2 separate regions of the Salvelinus alpinus genome follow, and region 1 is linked to region 2. A link is a contact called in public Hi-C data. All regions are on one chromosome and are shown on one strand. Each heading gives the region's core, a stretch centred on a gene start, on an enhancer-like site or on the middle of the called end of the contact. The rest is flanking DNA. Distances are from core to core; before and after follow the strand shown.

Region 1 (6,532 bases), core at 1,397-3,896, 320 kb before region 2:
TGTCCTCAGCTTTAGCCTGCTCAGCCACCGCGGAGCACGAGAGGAGAGACACCGAGGAGGCTTTGCCCTCCAGTAACGCGCCCAAGCCCCAGCAGACGAACGCCCTACAGGGGGACGAGGAGACGCGAGCGTCCTCCGACGGGGAACCTTCCTCTCCCGAGGAAGCTGAGGTGGAGCTCGAGAAGAAAAAGTCAGTGAAAACGACTAAAGGTGAGCTGAGATCATTAAAAGGTGTTGTCACTCACTCTGCCACGGTTGGTTTTATTTCATGCTGTTTATTGAAGCGACAAATAAAAAGATTATAACACTTGCCGAGAGACGGATTTCTGCTTTAGCATTCAGAGGTCATTTAGTTGTTTGTTTTTATTCAGGGTTTATATATGGTCTATATGAGGCCACACCATGCTTTAGTTGAGAATATTTTAATGTCTTAATATCAAGCGGGCATGAAAGTAAAAATGCTGTGGGGGAAAAAAGCAATGTTATTATAAAAAAATACATGTTATTATTTGTTTCGGCTTAGGCTATAGGTTTATCATAGAGTTTCCATTATAGGCCCTTGTTTCTTTGGACAAAAAATGACTTCACTGTCGCTCAAAATAGGCCTAACATTCGTAGGCTATGTCTATTCACTATCTACTAAAAGCGTGTTTTTATTTTTGTCTGTTGATATTTGTTCTTATTATAGTAGGTCTAAAATGATAGAAAATGTTATACATCTCATAAAATATCTTTGAATTATTACCTGCACATGTTTTAAGTTCAAGCAAAGTACACAAGGCCGTTGAACCTTCCTTATGGAAAGGCCTATATCAACCCATTGACCTGCACAACACACACACACACACACACACACACACACACACACACACACACACACACACACACACACACACACACACACACACACACACACACACACACACACACACAAGCGTGCGCGCGGCCTATCTTACATCCCAAGCTGTCAGCCTAAAAGCATGTATCTACCATTTCCTTTAGGAGACTCAAAAAGTGAGAGCACCGCCAACTGGCTAACAGCAAAAAGCGGCCGGAAGAAACGTTGCCCATACACCAAGCACCAGACACTGGAGCTCGAGAAGGAGTTCCTCTTCAACATGTACCTGACTCGCGAGCGTCGCCTAGAGATCAGTAGGAGCGTGCACCTGACCGACAGGCAGGTCAAAATATGGTTCCAGAATCGCAGAATGAAACTGAAGAAAATGACCCGGGAAAACAGGATTCGGGAGCTCACGTCAAATTTCGGTTTTTCGTGATAACACTGAATGTTTTTAATAAGCTTTGTATTAAACGAGCTTTAGTTATAATGCAAGTTGAAAAGGGCACATCTTTCTTAGGCCTACAGGCAAGCCTTTGCATCGTCCTGTATAGCTACTGGTAAAACGTGAATGTTACCGGTTGTTTCTTATTTCTTCCTATTTTTTGTTAATTGTTCGTTGATTCGGTTCTGTTATTGCTGTCACGTCTTGGAATAGGTGTCTTGGGTAAAATAATGGTTGACATTTTATCTAAATTGGAGCTACACATATAAATCACAATTGAGTTTTACAAATATATTGCATATATTGTGGAGTTTCTTTAAAATGGAGATTGCATGAAACAACATGATTCACACCCCCCTTTTCCTGCATTTTGCAATGTGGATCACACAAGGCCTATCTATCAACAGTGAGGGAATAAGATGAGTCGCCCTATCAATGTATTGTTCCGATATATTATGATGAGTTGAGGATCATTTAGTTGTGTAGACTCGAACTAAGGGAAATGTACATGAGCTGTCTACATTGTGAAAATGTTTTTATTGTGTATAACGTTATGTACATATGAGATTGTGTTTTGTGTATTGCGTAATAAATTATCAGTTCACATATACTGGATTAGACTGGTTTTTGAAGTCTGTGTTTATACCTCTGTATTTCTCGCCATTTTTTTCTGTAAAATAGTATTGGCATTTTGGACAGGCTATTGAAGTTGTAGGTACTCTTTGGGTTGTACATTACTTGGCTTTTGCCTGTCCGTTCAGAAATGTTTAAAGGATCCATGGAATAGCTCTCGGAAACGATTTAAATATTACACCAGTCATAATATGTCTAGGCGGTATAGGCACAGGCCTATAACGCTGCAAGGCGGCATTTGTAGAGTTTTATGACTTGCTCGTATATGACGATTCTCGCTCTCCCCAAAGACTGATTTCAGTCGAGAGAGAGACGTTTAGCCGGAGAGGAAGCAATAGACAGTGGTAGAAAGTTATACTGCGTTTTGGCATTTTTGGACTACTAAGTCATCCATTCATTTTGTGATTGGAATAGTGGAATAACTTCGATGAATGGGTAAGTCAATTTGTTGTTTGCGATTTGTGTTTTCTGGACTCAACATGTAAAAAGAAAGACAATTTCCAGTGCAAAGATTTGATCATGAACATTAAAGAACATGGTACTTTCAATACAGGCTCGTTATGAACAGCATTGGTGTTTGAAATCGATATGAAACCGAAGAAGACGTGGCGTTATGCATTGGCTGCTGTGCGTCTTGAGGCCTGGAGCGGACTGTGGAGTGGTTTAGGTAGTTTCATGTTGTTGGGATCTATTTTCTACCTCTACAACACGAAACTGTCTGAATTGGCCCAGTTTAATACATCGAAACTTCAGTCAACTTAGTCTGGGACACGTGAAATCTGATTGAATTGTATGTAATAGGATGGAGTGTTATTTGTTTTTCCATAAATATATGAATAAACAATAGGACATTTCTTATTTCCTTTAGCTGTTGAGAAATACTTGCTGGCGTGTATTTCTCTTAACATATCGTCAGTAATATTTATACAAACTCTACTTGTTATTTTCGTCGTTAAATTAAGCCCCTGTATTGCCTGCGTCCTATATTTATCTTGGTAAAAGCTCAGCCATAGGCGAGTTGGACTTGGATTTAGCGTATAGATAAGCATGTTTTCTGTCAGTCGTGACGCAATGACGCCAGACAAGGCCTCGGTTACGACCACTGCATTGGAGTGGAAGGGGAAGTTGAGTGTGCAACAGCGACCTCAGCGGCGCGCCGGTGGGCAATTGAACCGGATGCTTCCGCTGCGCAATACAGCCCGGACACAAAAGAAAGGAAGGGCTTTATGGCGATATTTAGATCCGCCAGACAAGCTGTTATCTGCGGGAAAAATAAGTGAATAACCCCTGCGGTATACTGGGTCCGTGTTAAAAACACCCTGATTTAGTTTACAGCCTTAAAGTGCCATTGCATTCACTTTTGTGTCCTTTTTTTCTTTTGAAGGTGCCTGTCTGTGCTGTGTTTAAGTGCGCATAGCCTTTATTTATCCACTAGCCTCTATATTTTGTTCTAATGTCTCTAACATATTTTCACCAAGCATTATCTGATTATGCACAGTTGTAGGCCCAATGCGTTCCAGGTAGATGAACGCCTATCTGTTCAGTTATTGGTATGAGTTATACCGTTTTTTCCCTTCAGTATGGGAAAACAGGCTGGAGTGGATTATTTAGCAGTAGTCAATCGCCTGTGGCCTGTAAGGTGTTGGCCTAGCTTTCAGTTTTATTTGACGGTAATAAATAGAACACGTAATTCTGTGGCTGTACTATCACGGTTCTCTAAAGCTATGGTAGGGTAAGGTTCGAGAACATGTCTGTGAAGTGTTACAACGTGTTACGCCGTCATTTCCTCTCTTCATACTAGTTCAGATTTGATCATATTGTATCCAGACTTGGGTTTGCATGTTCAGAAAGCCTCTCCTCGGCTATTGTTGAATTACATGTGTTGGTTTGTATTGTATTTGCGTGTCCATTGAGCGTTGTTCGGTTTCTGAAAACGAGTTTTATTTCTGCTTTCAAATTTGATTAGAACGTGATCTATGTGTCTGGATGATGAAACAAACAACCCCATGTGTAAAGTATCTATTCAATTATCTATTAATTGCATGTTTTTCTCACGAGGTATCTCCCACTTTTATGAGGAAAACTCATAAACTCAACGGCTTCTGTACATTATGCTGTATTTGTTAGCGTATTAGTTTCTACTTAATAGTGTATAATTTTTTTCTTTAGCCATAGTGGCTTCCATAATTGGCACTGCTGTGCTGGTAGCCTATTTGTAATAGTGCTAATGGTAATTATGGTTCGGGGCCTGTGTTTTGGTTGATCATGTCACATGACCTGGATTTTAACCTTTATTTGAAGCCTTTTCCAGAAATGAGAATTAGAACAAAAATAAAAACAATTGTCTGAGGATGATGCTGGACCATCTGACATAAAAATAAAAGGGTAAAGTTTGATAATATATATTTTTAATGAACGTTAAAATCCAGGTAAATCAAAACACAGGGTCCTAATTATGATAGTGGTCTCATAATAGGCTAATAGAACTCCTAGTAATAGTTGGATGTAAACAATATGTGTAGCCTATTGTTTAGTAATAGTGGTAAAGTATTTGTATTTGAAAAAGAAGCCCGCTAGGCTACAGGTCGATGTGCACTACTATGTGCATACTATTTTCTAGGACGAATATCCATAATTGTCGCTTATTTGTTGAATCTTAATTTTTTTAATATGCCACAATTAGGCCTATTTCCATGTAGGTTATTGATTGAATTAATATATTTTCTGTAATAGAAAATTGCTGTTTAATTCCTCGGTTTTGTTTAATAACCAGAATGTAGGCTATCCTGGATATTCACGGATATAGAATACAATATTAGACTAGAACAGTAAAATTATTCTTTCCATTTTTTTGTTTTAAGGCAGTAGTAAATACATGAACTTAACCGGGTAGACCTACTACTATGCCAACACACATTTCTATTCTATTTAGACATTTGTTTTCTATCAAAAATAACTATACGAATTTTAAAAAATCCATATTTTGCTGCTGAAAGGAATATTACTTTTACTGAGTAATTATATATATTTTTTCCAAATAGGCAATATAATAACAATGTCATAGGATGTTGATGAAATAACACATTAAACTAGTCAATTATTATTCTCAGCAGGCTTGTGGTTCTATTAGGCTTTAATCTTATATTGTATAAGGTTATTATTGTATAATACCAAACTAAGGCTTCACAAAATAGCATGATATAGCACCCCTTTGAAAGCTTATGTTTAATGGGGTGTGTGCGTAAAAGCTTGTTCATGTTGGAATGTTTCCTGACAATGAAAATATGAAAGGTTTGAACATTTTGACTGAGGATGAACGAGGTTACCTACTACGATGGAAAGCTACCCAGAGCATTAGTTGTAAGAAAGAATATCTGAATAATTTACGTTCCTTGGCGCCATAGAAAGAATGCAGTTTATGACATTTGGTTTCTTTAATAAGCCCCAATATGGCGGCGTTCTCCTGGTTATGTTCAGCCCCTGTATGTTTTGTTGTGAGTATCATTGGTAATGCTTATTACCCTATAACATATGTGTAAATATACTCGTTAAATGTGTGTTTTGGGAGAATTATTTATTGGATTCGCTGACCTATACTAAATGGACAGATACTTCCAATGGTATTTCAGTTTAGCCTACTCTCCCTTTCCATAGCCCTACATTTATATCAGCAGTAACTGTATAAAATAATAATAATTTGCTTTTAAAACTAGACATTGTTACGTTTTAAGACAGAGACCCGCGAGCATTTAATAGCCAAAGGGATTGATTTATCCTGTATTGTTCAGCCTTTATGATCACGTGCGCTCGACACCCAATCGAATGGCAGTCCTGCTTCCCAACTATTAGTCGACTGTAGATCTTTGTGGTGCCAAGTTGCTATACTTGATTTCTTCAGATTGTTATTTTGTAAAAGTCGGGTTTAGTGCGGGTGTATGTGTGTGTGGTGTGTGTGGCACGCTTGTTTTTGTATGTATCTGTGTATGTGTGGGTACATGTGAAAGTCTATTTTGCCATGTCGACATCTGGAACGTTGACGAGCTACTACGTTGACTCCCTCATCTTGCCCGAGAGCGAGGAGCTGTCCGCGCCCAGATACACCTCCGGTCCAGGGGGGCTCCAGCATGCGAGGCAGCTCACCTCGCTCACCGATCACACCGAGCTTGGGCCCTGCACCTTCCCGACGAAAGCTCCGGTCTTCAACCCGTCCTGGGGCCATGTATCGACCCAGTTTCCAGGTGCCGTGTCATCCGTGTACCACCACCCGTATGGGCATCACCAAGGCCCGGCTCCAGGCGATGTGGAGGGTCGCTACATGCAGTCCTGGCTGCTTGAGCCCATTTCAGGGTCCTTGCCTTTGACCGGATTACCGACGAGTCATCATTACGGGATCAAACCGGAGAGCCTGGGCGCACGAGTGGACAGCGCGCTGCCTGGATCCCACACCGCACTGCTCCTGTCCGACTTCACCAACGGGACAGTTGCGACGGCGTCCCCGGTGGACAAGAACACACTACCTGGCCAGACCGCAAACCCGAACGGGGAGATAGAGGAGAAACCGGCCCTCGATCCAAGTAAGTGCTGCTTCATCCTTTGACATTTGGTAATGCTATGTT
Region 2 (7,188 bases), core at 1,377-3,876:
CGGATGAGAATACAGCAAGAGTACAGCGTTTGCATATACGTTAATGCCAGAGGCAAAGGGGATGACTAAAATTGAACTTAATCCAAGTCCTCTTCTGACTAGCTCGGTCTGGACTTGTAAATTGTGAAAGTGGAACTTCTTCAACGATAAGAAACAAAGTTTTGTAGCCTAAATCCAACTGTCATTGTTGTAAGAATGTAGAATTTCCTGCACCTTCTTTGGAAAGTGTAGTGCGTGATCTTCTGAACAGAAAAACTGAAACCTAAAACAAGGTTAGTAGTAAATTAAACTCTGACAAAAAAAATCTAGGTAAATTGATGGCATCCAAATCGTCTTAAACTAGAGTTGCCTTGGGCCTGCTGTATTTGAGGACAAATGCTTTTACAAAGAGGGGGCAGGTACTAGGCCCTTACTTCCCCACCTATTCTCCTGGCCCACAGCTGGTGAACAAGGGTAAAGTGTGAAGAAATAACAGATTCAACAACTAGCCTCAGGGAATCACATCCATTGATCCAGCAGCTGTTCTGTCTCACTCCTCCTCAACCATAAAAACTGCAACCCTGGGAGATTCATTACTAGTGATGGGAAACAGGCTGTCTCAAACATTTGGGTCTTTAACCCAATTTTTCCAGAAAGTGTCATGATGTTAAAGTTAAGAAAAGATAAGGGGGAAATGAACTGGTTGTTTTATGCAACAGGGCCCTGTCCCTTTAATGGCGCATCTAGCACGTGATGAATGTGCCAGTCCAGCAATTTGTGCACTGCTGCTGCTCATTTCATGTCAAAGTTTGAAAATAACAAATACATACAAAATTATATACTTCTGTCAGGTTAGCCTACTTTGCTGTTAACATTTAATTGACAAGGGTTTGGGGAAAGTAAGACGATTACTGGCCACACACGGGAGTGATAGACAAACACGCACAAGAGACAGACGAAATAATGCTGGAAATGAATTGGCAGATAGTGTTAGGTTTGACTATGTAAGCCAATAGTGGCTAACCAGGGGTGTGATAATGTCAATGTTGATTAGATAGTAGCTTGCGGTGTCTGATACTTGTGAAATTTGTTCATGGCTGTTTGCGGTGGAACACTTAAATTGCATGTACTTTCAGAATTGTTTGGTGAACTGCGCTGATAGCTCGCTATCGACCTGTTGGAGGAGACCTCTGTCGTTTATTTATTACGTTGTGCTTAGTCAGGAGATACCAATCTAAAGGTCATCTAGCTTTAAAAAAAAATAACATTCAAAGTGAAAGTGAATGTAAAAGTTCAGCATGCCATGTGCATAGAACCTTATCAGTTGGTGTCATAACAGCAAGTTAGCTAGCTAGTAACGTTATTGGCCTAACGTTAGCTGTTTAGCTGGCTATCACAATACACTTGTCAGTCCCATTGTCAGCTACACTTAGTGTAGCTAAAGGCCTAGTTCGCATTTCATCACAAAACTTCATGGGCGACACATTAGTTAGAGTAGATGAAGTTTGAAGCCAGATAAAGTTGGCTAGTTGGCTGCAGTACTCGCCTCTTTGGGTATCTCGCAGGCTCCGGTGCTGGGATAAGGCCCCGGCTCAGTGCTTAGTTGGGTGGCAGTCTGGCACTCCTCCTGCCGGCCTCTCAACCTAGCGCTAACAGTAGAACAGCTCTCGTCCTCGGCGAGAAGGTCAGAGTCGTTGGTCTCTTCCCCGGTGCTCTCTGACGACAGCCCCGCATTAACATTACTGCTACTCGTACTGTTCGGTGGCTCTCCGAATTCCGATCTGTCAGGTACTTGGTGCACGAGCCACGCGCTCAACTGCGTAGGGAACCGGGCGGGCGACCCAAGAGCCCTCACCTCGTCCAGAAGCCGACGGCTGGCGAAGAAATAGTCCAACTCCGGACATTTGGGGTGCACGCTGTACCCGTCCCAATTGTCCCTCAAACTGTGAAACGGTGTCTGGATAAAGGCTGAGCTGGGACCGTCGTTAATCTCTAGCGGTGAGTAGTAGCCGTTCCAGTAGCTGTCGACATCCACGCGAACTCCGATCAAACTGAGTAAGATCGTAAACTGGATTAGTCCCTCTGTGAAGTATTTCTTCACGTTTTGCATCTTTTTATTTTTGTGGGGAAGAACGTCAATAAAGAGAAACGCTGATCCTAGAGTTCCCTTTAGCCCACTAAACAAAGACAATGCAAAACAAAAGAGCACGAGTTCCTTTCCCCTGTCAGACAAAGAGGTCCGCCCGTCCCCGGCGAAAACGTTAGCTAGCTACTGCACTACCGGCTTCTGATAACTTCCTGACAGAAACATGCTCTTAAACGAACAACTGTACCACGACCACATATAATTAACAATTTAATCATAGATGAAACTATAATTAACTGTAATCTCCCTTGTTTATTTGTCTGCCTTGTTTTAATCTAATTATAATATAAAATATATATTCCGAATCGGTTCTCTCCTGGGTTTAATGTTTATTGCTCTCTCACTCCCTACCGGCCGCGTGGAGGAGTCTTGGGGAAGGATTTGCATAATTTACAAAATGTGGGCCCATAGCTCATCGCAACAGGCTCCGATTGGCTGAAAATGTATTCTGTCATGTAGTGAGCCAATTGTAGCATCCCACCGCTCTTAGTTAAAAAAAAAAAAAAACGCCCCCTTCATTGGATTTCTGGCCCAAACACAGCCTTATGAACATACATTTATACTTAGCAATGTGCTTGAAAGTAATTTTATTTAATCTTGCAATATCTGAAACGGTTTACAATGTGTATCACAAGAACATTACCGTTATTGTGGAATGTTACTTTGCCCTTTAGTGTCAGGGGCGGGACCTCGACAGTACTTCCGGGGACATTTTCTTTTTGACGTTTGGCCTACTGACCTGCTTTCAACACTACACGATATGTACAGTACAGTGTTCACAACCATGTACCAACGGGTCATGTTGTTCTTGGGAACTCAGCAATTAATTCAAACATGTTTCAATAAAGTCTTTAGTTATGAATGATAGTTACTTAATCCTCTTCATACCTATGTGAAACATAAGGCTTCCACGAGAGAGTGCTACTGTTGCCAATCTATTGCTTGTCTGGAGATTGTGTTCCATGACAGAACACAGTCCTTCATCTCCTTCTCCCACCCTCAATAATGATATACATTGGTACATTTGATTAGTATTTTCTCTCATACAATAAAAAATATTGATGCCTAGAAAAATAAAAATGTAAAGACAAAAATGATTAGACTTCTATAAAATGTTGAACAAGTGCATGACACTTTCTTCAGTAGAGGTAGAGCTAGTGGGCCTAACTAAGTAGAATTATCAAATGTTTGATTTGACAGTACAACACTGCCATCCTGTATTGCTTGGCCAGCCAGACCCTGACAACAGATGATCAAATGGCGATGCATGTTCTGTGATCTTTTGGGAAACCATAACGCCCCCTAGAGGCATAGTTGAAACAAAGCGCGTATACAAATGCCACTTCAGCAAAACGATGACCATATTCTGAATGTTGTAAGGGATTAATGTAGTATTTATCAGGCTATGTTTGTGTCACAGAACACATAACTGACTTCCTTTCCATTCCTCCATGACCACAGATGGAGAGAACAGTGTCAGGCAACACTTACTCCCACTAGGTATCACTTTCCAAATAGTTTTAGATTCATGCTTGTGAAGGAACACAATAAGGAAAGGAAGCTTAACTACAGTATTGGACCAGAGAGCATCATTCAAATCATGATGAATCAGTGAGTTGTAATGTGCACTTTTATCTAATTTCACATGCAATGTAGGCCTACTCTATAACCTACTCTGTAACCATATAGGACTTGGGACAAAATGTTGTTTGGATGATTAGACATAGGCTTGTTATAAGTTATCAATGAAACAATAGCCAACTATCCGCTGTGGTGGGGTGTGAGGTATGTGGTGGTGGTGATGGATGGTGGTACTGGTGATCATGATAATGATTCAGAAAAAAAGCAGTAGGCTTTTTGGTCAAATATGGCTCCTACACACCCCCTGCTGGTGGTTAATGGAACATTCTATGGAAATCAGACATTGGAAGGACCTTGCATGGGGGTTTGCCATCACATTCAGTGTGGACCAGCCATGACCTACTGTAGGTATACAGGTGAACAACATGCTTATTTGCAGCACATTATGATACAGCATTATTTCCTCACAAAAATACCCCACTTTTCCATTCAATGCAGCAAGTATGTCTACAGGCCTACTCTGTTTATCACCTCTTTTGATTCCATTGATTTCATTTTGTGCCATTGAGAAATGTAGCTGTTTACTAATTGCTCCAACGGTATATTTCGCCCTTTAGTCGTTAGGATGAGCTTCTTCAGTTTGGTCCTCCTTAGAATACGCTTTCCTTTGCTAATGTAGTTTACGATAGTTACATTTTGAATTGCTCGTCACTTTTACATGTATCTAGTAAGCACAATATAATTCACTTCCTGTCTCACAGGCATAGCAGGTGTACATATGGTATCTTTTATAATGTTACCTCATTAGCAGAGCAGGTATTTATATGGTAGCATAGGGCAATCTGTCATCAGCATCTGTCTGGAACTATCATGGTCCACACACATCAACACAAGTCGTGAAGAGGGCATGATGCCTCTTCCCCCTCAGGAGGCTGTAAAGATTCGGCATGGACCCTCAGATCCTCCAAAAGTTCTACAGCTGCACCATTGAGAGCATCTTGACTGGCTGCGTCACCGCTTAGTATGGCATCTGTTTGGCATCTGACCGCAAGGCGCTACAGAGGGTAGTGTGTACGGCCCAGTACATTACTGGAGCCGAGCTCCCTGCCATCCAGGACCTTAATACCAGGCGGTGTCAGAGGAAGGCCCTAAAAATGGTCAAAGACTCCAGCCACCTAAGTCATAGACTGTTCTCACTCTCTGCTACCACACGGCAAGTGGTACCGATGCACCAAGTCTGGAACCAACAGGACCCTGAACAGCTATAAGACTGCTAAATAGTTAGTTAAATAGTTGACCAATAACTACCCAGAATATCTGCATTGACCTTTTTTGCACTAATCTCTTTTGACTCATCACATTTGCTGCTGTTACTGTTTATTATCTATCCGGTTGCCTAGTCACTTTATCCCTACCTATATGTACATATCTACCTCATATACCTTGTACCCCAGCTCATCAACTTGGTACTGGTACCCCATGTACAGTGCCTTCAGAAAGTATTTATACCCCTTGACTTATTCTGACATTTGTTGTGTTACAGCGTGAATTCAAAATTGATTAAATCTTTTTTTCTCTCACCCATCTACACACAGTACCCCATAATGACAAAGTGAAAACATGTTTATTGACATTTTACCTAATTAAAAAAAATGAAATACAGAAATATCTCATTTACATAAGTTAACCTTTGGCGCCGATTATAGCTGTGAGTCTTTCTGGGTAAGTCTATAAGAGCTTTCTACACCTGGATTTTGCAACATTTTCCCATTTATTCTTTTCAAAATTCTTCAAGATCTCAAATTGGTTGTGGATCATTGCTAACAACCACTTTCAGATCTTGCCCTAGATTTTCATATAGATTTAAGTCAAAACTGTAACTCGGCCACTCAGGAACGTTCACTGCCTTCTTGGTAAGCAACTCCAGTTTAGATTTGGCATTGTATTTTAGGTTATTGTCCTGCTGAAAGGTGAATTCATCTACTAGTGTCTGGTGGAAAGCATTCTAAACCAGGTTTTCCTCTAAGATTTTGACTGTGCTTAGCTCCATTCCGTTTATTTTTTATCCTGAAAAAGTCCCCAGTCGTTAACGATTACAAGCATACCCATAACATGATGCAGCCAGCACTATGCTAAATATGGAGAGTGCTACTCAGTAATGTGTTGTGTTGAATTTGCCCCAAACATAACACTTTGTATTCAGAACAAAAAGTGAATTGCTTTACCAATTGTTTTGCAGTTTTACTTTAGTGCCTTGTTGCAGACAGAATGTATGTTATGGGATATTTTTTATTCTGTACAGGCTTCCTTCTTTTAATTCTGTCAGTTAGGTTAGTATTGTGGAGTAACTACAATGTTGTTGATCCATCCTCAATTTCTATCACGGCCATTAAACTCTGTAACTGTTTTAAAATCACCATTGGCCTCATGGTGAAATCCCTGAGCAGTTTCCTTCCTCTCCAGCAACGAAGTTAGGAAAGACGCCTGTATCTTTGTAATGCCTGGGTGTATTGATACACCATCCAAAGTGTAATTAATAACTTCACCATGCTCAAAGGGATATTCAATGTCTGTTATTCCATTTTAAATTCAGGCTGTAACACAACAAAATGTGGAAAAAGTCAAGGGGTGTGAATACCTATCGTTACTCATTGTATATTTATTCCTTGTGTTATTATTTTTCTATTTATTCCTGACTTATTGTTTGTAAAACGAAATTGGAAGATTTTTCTTACTCTATAATATATTTATCTCTTTGGAAGGGCCCAGAAGTAAGCATTTCACTGTTAGTCTACACCTGTTGTTTACTAAGCATATGACGAATACAATTTGATTTGGCCCCCGAGGAGCATTCCTTGGAGATGAGGCCTACTCCAAACTATTCAATAAAATTCCATGTTCTATTCTGTCTCTGTTGTCATTCAGTTAAGACTGTACTTGATTGAACTCGTTTTGCTTATTTTATGGGGCATATAAAAACGTATTATTCAAGCATTTCGTAATCAATTTGCAATCATATATAGTGAAATTGGATTGGCTATTGATTTGGAGCCACGTTGTAGAACACTTCTCAACATTTATCTGAAATTATGAATTTCGGTCTCTAGAATAATCACTAATCATTTCAAGTAATTGGTCAATATAAAGATATAAATAACATTATTAACTTGTCAATAATTATCTGTATATGTTTCTTGCATAAAACCATAGGATCATAAAGATTCTAAGACATTCCTTCACATCACTAACGTTATGTAGAAAAATTACATGCCTTTTTCATGACTGTCGTATTTGAGGCAGAGGTGACCAAATAGGGAAGGAGAGCACGTCCCAGTATGCTTCTTCGATTTTTCATTGGTTCAATTTAGTTCTGACCTCGCCCAGGGGTTGGGGGAATATTATTAAAACCACTCCCACATCTCCCTCTGATTGGCTTAACTGTGTACTAGGAACGCCCAGCTGTTGAATACTATGTTTCCTAC

Evidence for each region. Hi-C and Micro-C count contacts between places; a contact is called where the count stands out from the background.
Region 1: a contact with region 2 is called in a Hi-C map of muscle, with 7 times the contacts expected there. The contact joins the promoter of LOC139559206 here to the promoter of LOC139559198 in region 2. A contact is called at or near these places in 2 of 3 Hi-C or Micro-C datasets (muscle and red muscle).

Annotation. Positions count from the first base shown.
Region 1 is chr29:18,893,109-18,899,640 of SLU_Salpinus.1, reverse strand. It overlaps LOC139559206 (homeobox protein Hox-A9-like), which reads left to right and starts at 2,646. Exons shown (of 2, transcript XM_071374998.1): 1 at 2,646-6,490. The coding sequence starts at 5,932. It overlaps LOC139559214 (homeobox protein Hox-A10-like), which reads left to right. Exons shown (of 2, transcript XM_071375004.1): 1 at 1-210; 2 at 1,003-1,891. The coding sequence ends at 1,277.
Region 2 is chr29:18,573,640-18,580,827 of SLU_Salpinus.1, reverse strand. LOC139559198 (endoplasmic reticulum membrane sensor NFE2L1-like) reads right to left here and starts at 2,626. Exons shown (of 4, transcript XM_071374981.1): 1 at 1,526-2,626. The coding sequence starts at 2,089.